Regions from separate parts of the Nomascus leucogenys genome. Here region 1 is linked to region 2. Evidence: chromatin contacts called from public Hi-C data. All regions are on one chromosome and are shown on one strand. The core of a region is the stretch at or near the end of the contact, and the rest is flanking DNA. Distances in the headings are between cores, read along the strand shown.

Region 1 (6,192 bases), core at 802-3,301, 170 kb before region 2:
CGTTTTATGGGGGAACGTAATTGTGAGCGGGATGCGCTCTCTTTAGAATCGCGTCCTCCCAAATGCTCCCGCCGTCCCATTACCGGAATGGGGACCATTCGGCTGCTGCAGATAGGACTTTCTCTCCCATTCTTTACTTTTTTATTAGCCAATCAAAGTGGCTTCCGAAAGCCATTTGTGATTTGTGAAAAATAGTATCTTTCAAAATGCTGAGTTGAAGCATCTCGCTCATTGCTCCTTGAATTTATTATTCTAATCTCAACCGTAGAGGTGGAATAATGCAGCTATTAAGTTGGGGGGCAAATTCGTTTCTCTGGATTAAATTTTTTTTCCTCCCCACTCCCTCATTGCATCAGTCAAGGAAGGTGCGGACCTGCAAGAGATCTGGGGGTGGGTGAGAGAGGTAGTGAGCGTCCTGAAGGGCTCCTTGAGGGACCCTTGGATAGGCGAGTGGTTTGGTCTCCCCAGTCTTATCTTCCCCAGATAAGATGCCCTAATGACTGCCTGCTGACTGGGAAAGTTACCCCGTCCCAATCAGGGAGAACTCAGGACAGGTTGTGCCACAGTCTAGAAGTAAAATTTCCGGTGAACTGCCCGCAGCGCCGTCCCATTCTCCCTGCTGCCCATTGTGAAAAGCTGGGCCAGCGCTTCCTTGTCGTAATTTTTAACTACCTGTTATAAAATTTATGGGTGGGTTTGTAAAAAGAAACGAGTTCCCTGCATCCGGCCTAGGGAACTGCTTTGCTTACTATGGAGGAAGTTTGGGGAAAGCATGAGGTATCCCCTCTTGGTCAGGGTTGAGGCACCCAGCCATTGAGATTCCCATGCCAGCTTGATGCGGGACCAAGTGGAAAGCTGCCGGCCTTCAAATCTCGAGCCCGTGGGGAGAGTGACCTGGCTGCAACCCCTCCCCCGGCAAATAGTCTCTATGGGGGAATTTATCCTGGACTCACCTTCAAAATTAGGGGTCTGGAAAAACAGGCTGCTCGAAATTTTAGCACAGAAGGTGGAATTCAGGGCAGTAAAAGGTTATTTTTTCAGGCCTCGGTACTACATCCCAGCTGCCCAGACATTGAATCAGGAAATTTTTCTGAGAAAGGCAGGGGGGTGTGGGCAATCTGACACGATCCAAAAGGCTTACTGCCTTGCACCCCTCCCCGCAAAAAGGAAGTAGAGACCAAGATCTTGGGGCTTTAATTTTATTTTTAATTGTAAAAAGATTTCAAATAAGCCACCATTTGAACTGGGCAAGGAAATTAGGGATGGTCTTGGGGGAAAATGTCATTCTCTCTAAGAAAGGGACCCCGGGGATGAGGGTCATTTTGAGGGTCCTAGAAGTTGCCCCCAATTCTCACCTCTCCTGCTGCACTGCAGGCTTGCCCAGGGTAGGTCTAGTCCCCTAGGTTCTTCAGACCACTCCAGGTCAGGTTTGGTTGGGTGGCTGCCAGTGGTCTTCGACTACTGTTCCTGTCTAGGGTGGAGTAGGGGCTTTCAGGGGTACTCCATAGAGGGGATGTTGTTCTCTTACTAAAAAAAAAAGGGGGGGTAGGGAGGCACCCTTTCAATCCCTGCCATTCACCAACCATCACTGCCTCAAGACCACAAATCTTTGCAAAGCTTTGAATTCCCCCTGATCCAACCTTAATGCCCCCATTTATTAAGGACAATATTTAAAACTCGGCAAGCCAGGAGAGGCAACTGACCCTCAGTGCTTGAGGCTTTCTTTCGTCTGGGCATCCGCCCGCAGCTCTTTCTGCGCTCGCCTGCAGCAGCCTGGCCCGTGGGGAGTGGGCGTTGGGGGGGGGGGTAGGGGTGGGGTGGGGGTCCGGGGATGCGCCCTCTATGAGAGAATTGGGTAAACATGGCGACCGCGGCGCCCATTTGCACACGCTACACAAATGCATCGCATTCCCGGTTGTTTGCAGAAAATTTACAGCTGAGTAATAAAAGTTTACGATCGACTCACAAGTTGGATTGGCCACAAGAAGTCATGTGGATTCCATCCATGAACGTGAACTTTTTATTGTGGTTTGTCCTTTCCGAGCGCTCCGCAGAACAGTCCTCCCTGTACGAGCCTAACCATTGCCAGGGAAACCTGCGCTGGGCGCTCCCTTCATTAGCAGTATTTTTTTTAAATTAATCTGATTAATAATTATTTTCCCCCATTTAATTTTTTTTCCTCCCAGGTGGAGTTGCGGAAGCTGGGGGCAGCTGGGGAGGGTGGGGATGGGAGGGGAGAGACAGAAGTTGAGGGCATCTCTCTCTTCCTTCCCGACCCTCTGGCCCCCAAGGGGCAGGAGGAATGCAGGAGCAGGAGTTGAGCTAGGGAGCTGCAGATGCCTCCGCCCCTCCCCTCTCCCAGGCTCTTCCTCCTGCCCCCTTCTTGCAACTCTCCTTAATTTTGTTTGGCTTTTGGATGATTATAATCATTTTTATTTTTGAATTTATATAAAGTATATGTGTGTGTGTGGAGCTGAGACAGGCTCGGCGGCGGCACAAAATGAGGGAAGACGAGAAAGACAGAGTGGGAGAGAGAGAGGCAGAGAGAGAGGGAGAGAGGGAGAGTGACAGCAGCGCTCGGTAAGTGTTTCCTTATTGGTTCAAATATGTAACTAATGGTCCGTAGCTGGGTGGCGGTTTCAAGATAAGGACAGCAGCGGCTTGTCTTGGTTAGGGAGAAGAGGGGGCTGGCGAGAGGGTGGGCGCGTAGTTAATTATGGGGAGGAAAATTGGAGGGGGGAGAGAAATGGGGTTAAACTGGAATACTGGTAACTGGTAGTGGGGCGATTGTGTTGTCCTAATGTCACTGTGTGCCAAGTTGGGGGTGGGGAGGCAAGGGAACAGCACCTGTGGGGCTCAAGCCGGCGGTCTAGGGCGCCAGCTCTCTGCTGCCCACTGTGTCAGTACCTGCTTATTATAGATCTTCGGCCTCTTGGCTAATGGAACTGGGTCGGAGGGGACCTGGAAGCTCAAGCTCCAGGCAGGAGAGAGAACCTAGAGGCTGTGCCCATTGCCCCCTAAGCAAAGTCAGCCCCCCAACCCCCAAACAAACTTTCCAGCGTCCCCTCCCTGTCTGGCAGCCCCCTCCCTCCCAGAGAGCGCGACTGCTAGAGCTCACACATGCGCAGTGTGGGCCCAGGGCCGGGCCGCCGAGCAGGAAGCGGGAGCAGCTAGGCGGCTGGCGGGGCCTGTTAATTGGCAATTAGAGGGGAGGCTGGTGGCTGGTGCGCGTCAGCCGAGAGGAGAACGTCTGCCCACCCCCTGCTCCCGCCCCCACTCGGGCGGATGGAAGGGTGGGAGGTGCCCTGCGTTGGGTGGAGGGTGGAGGTTGTAGGGTGGGGGTGGGGGATGCCGTACTCAAAAGCCATCTTGTGCTCGGAGAAAAGAGGCCTACCGGCTTTCCCTTCCCAGGTCCGGCACCCCTCACCCCAACCGCGGCCATCCCAGCCGGGATGCCCACTGGACCGGGATGCCCGCTCGCCACGCATGGCTGCTCTGGGCTAGGACCTGCCTCGCCTGGGGCGGAGGTGGGAATGGGGAAGGCCCTAGGTTGGGCGGGGACAGGCCCAGTCCTCCTGGCAGAGTCTCCTAGGTACTGTGGAGGCAGTGAGGATTCCGGGGGCTACTGGCTTACGGGGTAGGGGCCTCAGGCTGGGGCGGCTGGAGGGTCCTGGGCACTCGGGATCTCTCTAATAATTGGTGCTAATGGCCTGTTGTATAGTCTTAACCCGACGCATATGGTTTCATAACACAGTGGCTTAATTTCTTCCAAATGTACGTGGCCCTGAATGTGTTGCAGTTTGATATATGACCCCGCCCTGCTCCCCGGCCTGGGTCCGAGGCTCCGAGGCGGCCCCTGTAAGTGTGAATTTCTGTTTATAAACGGCGACGCACACGCAAACGCCTACACACCCAGGCAGACACACTCGGAGGCGTGGGGGAGCATATTCCAGACGAGGCCCGAGAGAGCCTGGGGGCCAGACACACCTTGGCCTGGGGGCCAAGACACCCCCCCTACCCCCACCCTCGCCCAGAGGCGCGACTGGGATTCTGCGCCAAGTCCCAGTGGGGGAGGGGATCGCTCCACGATTTCCTGTTTAAACCCTGACCCGTCGTCTGTGGTGGGGGGGGCGGGGGAGGGGGAAGAAACCTGTTTTTATCAAATTTTTAAAAATACAGTTTGCATTCAGATCAAACCGCTTGGGCCAGAGCTGACGGTTAATTTTATCTCCCCTCCCCCACAACCCCCTTCCCTTCCTTTTCTGCCCCCCCAAAATTCCCCTTTCGCAGCCAACATAAAGGCCTCTGAGGTATTCTCCCGCGGGAAGAAATGGCATTTTCTCTCCCCCTCCCCCACCCCCCCCTCCCCAGTAGGACTTGTGTGTCGGCAGAGGCGTCTGACGAGGGGCTAATTTCGCCTTCCTTGTTTACGATCGAGAAAAGCGCTTGGCTCTCCCCAAATGGGCCCAGCCCGCCGCCTGCTCCGGCTGCCGCGCGCTCTCCTGCCGCTCAGGCACGGCCCAGGGGCTGACGCCCCGAGGATCCAGCCTGCGGCAGGCCGAAACCCGGAGTCTGTGGGACCTGAAAAGGGCAAAGGGAGTGCGGTGGGACACAGGAGGGGCCCCGAGAGGCCCGAAAAAGGGAGCCTTTCTCCTGGCGTAATGTGGGAATCGCCGACCGGTGAGGCCTCTATTTCTCTCTTTCGCCTGCATTTTGTCAGCCCCCGCCCCTGTGGATGGCCGCTGATGGGGGGGGAACACAAGTGTCCTTTGTCCGCCCCCGAAAGAAAACCTCTTCCAGAGAAGGCCATGCAGGCCAGTGGAGATTCACCTGGAATATTAGAAGGGCCCCCTCCCACCCGAGGGGCGGGCCTGGGCGAGGCTGGGGTATTTCTCTTAATTCTAGAACGACCTCACTGAGTGTGCCCACAGCGAGATTTGGGGGTGCTAGAGTTCGAGGCTGGCCGCTTAACAGCACCATCCTGAGGTGTCTTTATATAATATTTTAATTGATTTTCTGTCCCTTCCTGGCTACAGCCCTGCAGCTCCCCCACTCCCATCCTATGCCCTTCACCCCAGACCCATCATCCTTAGAAGACAGAGGCAAGCAGAGAAGGCATAGCAGCAGCGACCGGCCCTCTATTTTCATTTTCCACTCTGGCCAAGGGATAAACTGGACCCCAGTGGACTCCAGCACCAACTCTGCTTCCCAGTTACTTTCGATTTTCTTTCCCTTCTCCTTCTTTCTCTCCCTCTCTGGCATTCAAACAGAAGCACAAGAGGACCCACCAGTGGCAACTCTCAGCCACCTTGCAGGCCACATTCCCTGCTGACGTGGTCCTTACTGCAGGAGAGCCCTTCTGTGATTATCTAATAATAGCCAGGGTGGCTGAGAATAGAATCTGGCTCAAGGACTCTGCACACCCGGGACAGAGACACTGAATCTGTGGGTCAGGGCCTGGCAACATTCCTTGGAGCCTCCCCCTCTGAGCCCACTCTTTGGGCACCCTTAGGCTTGCGTGCCCCCCTTACAAGGGGCTTTGTCAGCCCTGCCATCCGCTGTATTTCATGTGCTGGTTCCTAGCTAAGGAGAATTGGGCAGAACAAACCCTTTCTCTCCCTGGTCTGACAGTTGTGATCCCGACAGAATGCAACCTTGTTTGGAGAAGGCGACCTTGTTGGGTTGGCTGTGTTCTGAAACTAGGCTTGGGAGTGTTATATATTTATTATATACAGGCTTAAATGTACAGACTCAGGCTTATGCATGAATACATACAGACTCGTATTTCCTTGGTGGTTAATTGTATATTACCATGCCTATATTCGCTCAAACACCATTTTATGTGCATGCAAAATTTTGTTAGTCCTCACTAGATGAGAGTGGGCCCATGGAGGCACAGGGTGCACTGAGCAGGCCCTCTGTGCATGCTCTGCTGGAAATATGTGCACACTGGAATCGGAGTATGCGGGTTCCAGTAACCAATGGATGCCATAAAGGCTTCCTCAGACCTTATTGCTTTTGTTGCCCGAGCAGCTGGACTGGGAAGTACTAAATACCTTCTGCTTTCTCTCCACACCTCCTGGCAAACTCTCCCAACTTAGAAAGTATTTTACGAGGGAGACCAGTTGTCTTGAAATTGAGTTCTGCGGGATTCTTTTCATGGGTATGGTGGAGCTGCAAGCAGTTCTGAGT
Region 2 (6,697 bases), core at 3,739-6,238:
CTGTCACCTAGGAAAAGAGATGGACAGAAGCCCCATCATCCCTCAGCCACAGAGTAGGAGGGATCCATGCTTGCCAGGGCCCCCACTACCATTTCCTGGGCTCAGAAGGGATCCTAAGAGACCATGTCAGTCATCTACCAACCACCAAGTAGGACTGAACTCATCTCAATTCTTGGTAATGAAGGGCCCTTTCCCTCCCCACTTCCAGTATCTGTCCTCTTCACAAGGCACCTGGTGAGGATAAGCCATAGCCACCAAACATCTCCCACTCCAAATCTCCTTTCCATCAGGCATAGGTCACTAGTTCCTGGGCTATGCTGAGCACATAGTAGGTTTTCAATAAACATTTACTGGTGGCATCCTTTCAGAACCTTTAAGGTCATCCTAAAAAAGAAAAGCCCAGCCAGAAGGGACCGTGTTCTGGAAAGCGCAGTGCTGAAGAATGAAATGCAAGTGCACAGCCACAGCTCAGAGACCTGGGAAGGCTAATTACAATAGCTTCCAGGTGGTGAGCGACTGCTCTGCGCCAGGTACACCTCATTGATCCTCACAACAATCCCATGAGGTGGGTATTACTGCTCCCCTGTTATAAGTGAGGACACTGAGGCTTAGCAAGATTAAGCAACTTGCCCAAGGTCTTACAGTTAGTAAGTAATAAAGCTGGATTTGATTGAGCCCAATCTCTCTGGCTCAAGACTATGCTTTAACCACCCACGCCATCTTGCCTTAGATGGTTTGATCAGCCACCCTGCTAATTCTACAACCCCCTAACCCCAGCCTAGCTTCTTTCCCATACTCAGGAATACCGAGTAGGATGATTACAGACTCCTCATAGAATCTTACAAGCTACACAACCATGGCCAGAGCCTCAGGTTTCCGCCTTCAAATACAAAGAATAATAATATCCACTTAATAATGTTGACATAAGGAAGGCCAGGCACGGTGGCTCATGCCTGTAATCCCAGCACTTTGGGAGGCCAAGGCTGGTGAATCACCTTAGGTCAGGAGTTCAAAACCAGCCTGGCTAACATGGCGAAACCCCGTCTCTACTAAAAATTACAAAAATTAGCTGGGCATGCTGGGCGCGGTGGCTCAAGCCTGTAATCCCAGCACTTTAGGAGGCTGAGGTGGGCAGATCACCTGAGGTCGGGAGTTCGAGACCAGCCTGACTAAAATGGAGAAACCCCACCTCTACTAAAAATACAATTAGTCAGGCATGGTGGTGCGCGCCTATAATCCCAGCTACTCTGGAGGCTAAGGCAGAATCATTTGAACCCAAAAGGTGGAGGTTGCGATGAGCCGAGATCGTGCCATTGCACTCCAGCCTGGGCAACAACAGCGAAACTCTGTCTCAAAAAAAAAAAAAATTAGCTGGGCGTTGTGGTGGGCGCCTGTAATCCCAGCTACTCGGGAGGCTGAGGCAGGGAGAACTGCTTGAACCCGGGAGGCTGAGGTTGCAGTGAGCCAAGATCGCGCCACTGCACTCAAGCCTGGGCAAAAGAGCAAGACTCCGTCTCAAAAAAAAAAAATTTGCCGGGCGCAGCAGCTCATGCCTGTAATCCCAGTACTTTGGGAGGCTGAGGCAGGTGGATCACAAGGTCAGGAGTTCAAGATCAACCTGGCCAACATGGTGAAACCCCCGTCTAAACTAAAAATACAAAAATTAGCTGGGCATGGTGGCACGTGCCTGTAATTCCAGCTAGTCGGGAGGCTGAGGCAGGAGAATTACTTGAACCAGGACCTGGGAGGCAGAGGTTGCAGTGAGCCGAGATCGTGCCACTGCACTCCAGCCTGGGCTACAGAGGGAGACTCTGTCTCAAAACAAACAAATAGACGTAAGGATGGAATGAGATGTTATGTTTAGGTGAAGGAAGAAAAGGAAGAAATGGGAGAGGAAGAAGAAAGGGAAGAGAGAAGGGAGGTGGGAGGAAGGAGAAGGGAGGTGGGAGGAAGGAGAAGGGAGGGGGCAGGGGTGGAAGGAGAGGAACATGACAGCAAGCTTTGTAAACTGCAAAGGCCATTGCTTCACTCCACTCCCATTCAAACCCAGTGTTCCAACCTGACCATTCTACTCACATTTTCAAAATGCCTTTCCTACCTCAACTCTCAAAACCTTGCACAAACCATTTCTGCAGTCCAACCAAATACACTCCTTAAGTCAACCAGGACATCATCCAGCAGTCATCCAGTCAACTAGGACTGTGATTCCCCAAACTGTCCACATATCCAAATCACTCCCATCCCTCAAAATGCAGCTCAAACCATCCCTTTAATAAAGTCTTCCCTCCTCAGAACACTGCAGTATTTGCCATAGTGTCCCAACCCCACCCCCAACACAAGTAGGTCCCGTGTGAGGCCTGGGAATCTGTGCTTTTGGTTGGTTTTTTTTTTTTTTTTTTTTTTTTTGAGACAGAGTCTCGCTCTGTTGTCCAGACTGAAGTGCAGTGGTGAGATCTCAGCTCACCGCAACCTCTGCCTCCCGGGTTCAAGTGATTCTCCCACCTCAGCCTCCTGGGTACTGAGATTACAGGTGCGCACCACCATGCCCAGCTAATTTTCGTATTTTTAGTAGAGACAGGGTTTCACCATGTTGGTCAGGCTGGTGTCGAACTCCTGACCTCATGATCTGCCCGCCTCAGCCTCCCAAAGTGCTGGAATTACAAACTGAGCTACCGTGCTCAGCCTGAGAATCTGTATTTTAAACAAGCTTCCCAGGGTGATTCTGATGGTTGGTGAAGGCTGAGAACCACTGTGTGTCACCATGGTTACCGCCGTCTTAATGAATTCCTTTTGCCTCCCCAGCTAAACTTGGGCAGATCAAGAGCCAGGCCTTGTTCAATCTCCCTCCATAAGCCCAAGGTCCTGGCCCTTATTAGGTACTCAACAAACACCTGCTCAGCAATGTCCATCTTCTTTTTCACGTTTGTTTAAAACTACCTTCTGTGCTGGGCGCAGTGGCTCATGCCTGTAATCCCAGCACTTTGGGAGGCCAAGGCAGAAGAATTGCTTGAGGCCAGGAGTTCAAGACCAGCCTGGCTGACATAATGAGACCCCATCTCTAAAAAATAAAAATAAAATAAACACCTTTTACCAAGGAGGCACTCCTGATAGATCCTTCTCCACTTCTATATCCTGAGTTCACTCAAGGCTCAGCTGCCCACTTTGCACTCTGCTTGTTTTCCAGGCTCCGGGTCTGTGGCCATCATATGTGCATCTCCCATGTGACAAGGACCATTGTCATTCCTTCCTCTCAACTTTCTGCCTGGGTCAGGAGTGACCTTTTCTCCCAGATGAGAACTCAAGGTTGACACAACAGCTTGATAAACCTGTTTTCTCACCCTAGCCTAGGGGAAGTGGGAGAGAAAAAAAATCAGAGGCCCAACTTACAAAGTCCTTCCCTGACTAATCTCAGTAGTCTTTAACTGATCTGTTGTCCAGGTGGCTACCCAGGACAAACTGGGCTCATACAAAAGCTGAGAAGGGTGCTGTGGAGAACGCCAGTGTTTCAGGGGACCTTGCTTTGCATCTCCCCATGCAACACCAACATTAGCAGATTGGCTGCTCCAGCTCTAGAATCTCGAGAAGTCTTGAGCCTACCTTTGACATTTAGACACCTGTGTTGCAAACAGCAAGGCTGGGAAAAAGAGTGGCAAGACACTACTTGCATTGTTCCATAACTTCAAAGCCTGATCTCATAGCAAGAGCCACAGGCTGGAAGTCAATTGATTTGAATTCTACTCCTGTTTCATCTCTAAGAAGGTTCTCTTGAGCAACTCATTTAACTCTCTTCTCTATGAAAATCACATACTCCATCCAACCTACCACCTGTTAACTCATTTATTTTTTTCAATACTTATGAGTCTCTTACATGACAGGCACTGCAGCAGTCTCTTGGTGAGGAAGAAATCCAGAAAGAGTAAAATGTAGGCCAGGCTTTCCGTAAGCTCATAATCGGCTGTGAGGGCAAATAAACAACTAACTGTAATATAGTGTGATGTGAGCTTTAATACCCGGAACAAAACACTAAGAGAACCCAAAGGAGGAACTTATAAGTTCTACTGAAATTCGCCCCAAGAGCCAGAGGCTTAAGAAATGTAGATATTTTATAAAATACGGTGTCATACTACATTAAGCACAAAGGCAGCGGAGTTGGACCCAGTGATAAGGCTGACCACCAAGGGCCGACTTCAGACTGATGTCAGACTTCTCTGACATCAAATCCAGGAAGTGAGGAAGGAATCGAAGATACATATGCACTCCCCTGTCCCTTGGAGGCACTCTGGGAGTCCAAGGGACAATAATAAATATCCTTAAGTTAAATAATAATAATAATGCATAGGCCGGGCGCGGTGGCTCACGCCCATAATCCGAGCACTTTGGGAGGCCGAGGTAGGCAGATCACGAGGTTAGGAGTTCGAGACTAGCCTGACCAACATGGTGAAACCCAGTCTCTACTAAAAATACAAAAATTAGCCGGGCATGGTGGCGCGCGCCTGTAATCCCACCTACTCGGGAGGCTGAGGCAGGAGAATCGCTTGAACCCGGGAGGCGGAGGTTGCAGTGAGCTGAGATCGCGCCATTGCACTCCAGCCTGAAGACAGGGCAAAATTCCGTCTCGGAAAAATAAATAAATAAACAATAATAATAATAATGCATAAACTCAAAAAGACCATTTCATCTGGTTCCAAAGGGGCCGACTACTAAGGCACCAGGCAAAACCTCCGGGGGCGCCCGCTGGCTCCGGCCGACTGGAAAGCCTTGATCCTGCAGACCTCCCAGGCGGTTTCACAGGCTGGGCTCTCCCTGCACTGAGTCTAACCCCATACGGAGGGAGGGACCCCAAAACACAGAAATTCTAACTACTCTCTGGGCTCAGCCCCGACGACCCTGGGAGCCCTCAACTTGCCCCCACAGTCCCGGTTTCCCAGCCTCCTACTTCCTCACCTGGTCCAGCTCCCCATCCCGTTTCCGGTTCCTTTCCCCCGCCCAAACCCAACCCCCGGCGCTAAGGACAGTGGGAGTCGTAGTCTACATTGTTTAGGGAAGGAGATTGGCGTACCCGCAGCCACATCCGCCGGAAATGCTCCAATCCCGGAAGGCGCGCTAAATTAGCCCTAAATATCGCTGGGAATTGTAGTTTAATCTTTCCATCAGCATTAAATCAGGAAGTCTTGAGAAGTGAAAGGCCAGAGCCTGTAAGTACCTAGAAAATCCTGGATTCTATCCCTAAAGGGCATCGCCCTTCCAAAAGTTCATTCACTGTTTTCCCAAAGGGATTGCAAATCAGGAAGCTTCAACCATCCCCAATCCCTCAGCCACCTGAGGGTATTAACAATAGCTAAAGACCATTTCTAGGCCCCCTGCCACCCTGGGTATAAGAGACCTCTCCTTTGCAGCCTGCCATTACTATATAGAACATCCACGAAGACATTTCTGGTAGCTCCTAACAACTCTTTAGCAAGGAGCATCCCCCATTACTGTCCAAGCCCATCTCCAGAGTGTCACCATTTTGACTTCTTTCTCTGCCTTGCTATCTGCCCAACCCTATAACCTCAGTATTAGTCAAGAGTTTTCCAGAGAAACAGAACTAACAGGATATCTATCTATATGACGAGATTTATCCCAAGAATTGGCTCACAGGATTGTGGAGGCCAAGAAGTCCCACAGTCTCCTGCTCTGCTGTCTATACACTGGAGAACCAGGAAAACAGGTGGTATAATTCAGGAAAGTCCAAAGCAGGGGAGGGGGCTCACTGCTAAGTCCCAGAGCCTGAAGGATGAAGAACCAGGAACTCCAATGATGTCCAAAGGCAGGTAAAATAGATGTCCCAGCTCATGAAGAAAGAGAATTTGCCTTCCTCCACCCTTTTGTTCTACTGGCCCCCAAGGGATTGGATGGTTCCCACCCATATTAATGAGGGTGATCTTCTTAACTCAGTTTACCAGTGCAAATGCGAATCTCTTCCAGAAACACTCCACAGACATATCCGGAAATAATGTTTTACCGGCTATCTGGGTGTCCCTTAGACCACTCAAGTAGACACATAAAGTTAGCTATCACTCTTCCATCCAAATCTTCTCCCTCAAATACTTTGTCCATGAAGGCTTCCCTGATCAATCCTCATCCCATGGCTGCACCTAACAGTCCATTCCCCCACCATTCCCCCATCCCAATATCTATGTCCAAATCTGTCCTATTCCTAGTTTTGTTCTTGTGCTCTATCTGGGTCTGGTTCTGTGTCCTGACTCTAAAACTTTCATTAGACTGGGAACCCCCTAAGGTTAGTTATCTTCTATATTCCTCCCACCCCACAATCTCCACACACCTTAGCACAGCCAAGGCTCTAATCACAGAAGCAAGGTATCCCTGTGAGTGGTAGAGAAGGAGACCTATAAACCCCAGAACAGGAAGAAGTGAGAGAAAAAGGATGCCACTCCCTTCCCAGGACTTGTCTGATCTCCTATCAACAAAAACTTAATGGGTGCAGTAGGAGCTTCAGGGAGCTGTGAGCAGTGACCTGCTGACATCAAGGGTGAGAAACTACCCTGACCCTTGCAAGACTTTGGAAATGGAATTAATCGTCCACCTCAAGAAGCCCATAATTTCCTGAGCTTTAATTTTTACCAGATCCTCTCCCTCTCTGTGTCTCTCTCTGCCTATCTTATTTTCCCCTCTCTACTTATGTACATTTATCTCT

The links. Hi-C and Micro-C count contacts between places; a contact is called where the count stands out from the background.
Region 1: a contact with region 2 is called in a Hi-C map of a lymphoblastoid cell line, with 2.7 times the contacts expected there. The contact joins the promoter of HOXC4 here to the promoter of SMUG1 in region 2. A contact is called at or near these places in 2 of 4 Hi-C or Micro-C datasets (a lymphoblastoid cell line and an unstated tissue).

The regions. Positions count from the first base shown.
Region 1 is chr11:56,916,410-56,922,601 of Asia_NLE_v1, reverse strand. It overlaps HOXC4 (homeobox protein Hox-C4), which reads left to right and starts at 2,051. Exons shown (of 4, transcript XM_003252902.2): 1 at 2,051-2,580. It overlaps HOXC6 (homeobox protein Hox-C6), which reads left to right and starts at 2,051. Exons shown (of 3, transcript XM_030822518.1): 1 at 2,051-2,580.
Region 2 is chr11:56,744,937-56,751,633 of Asia_NLE_v1, reverse strand. It overlaps SMUG1 (single-strand selective monofunctional uracil DNA glycosylase), which reads right to left and starts at 4,988. Exons shown (of 4, transcript XM_003252886.3): 1 at 4,945-4,988; 2 at 3,869-3,955; 3 at 1-7.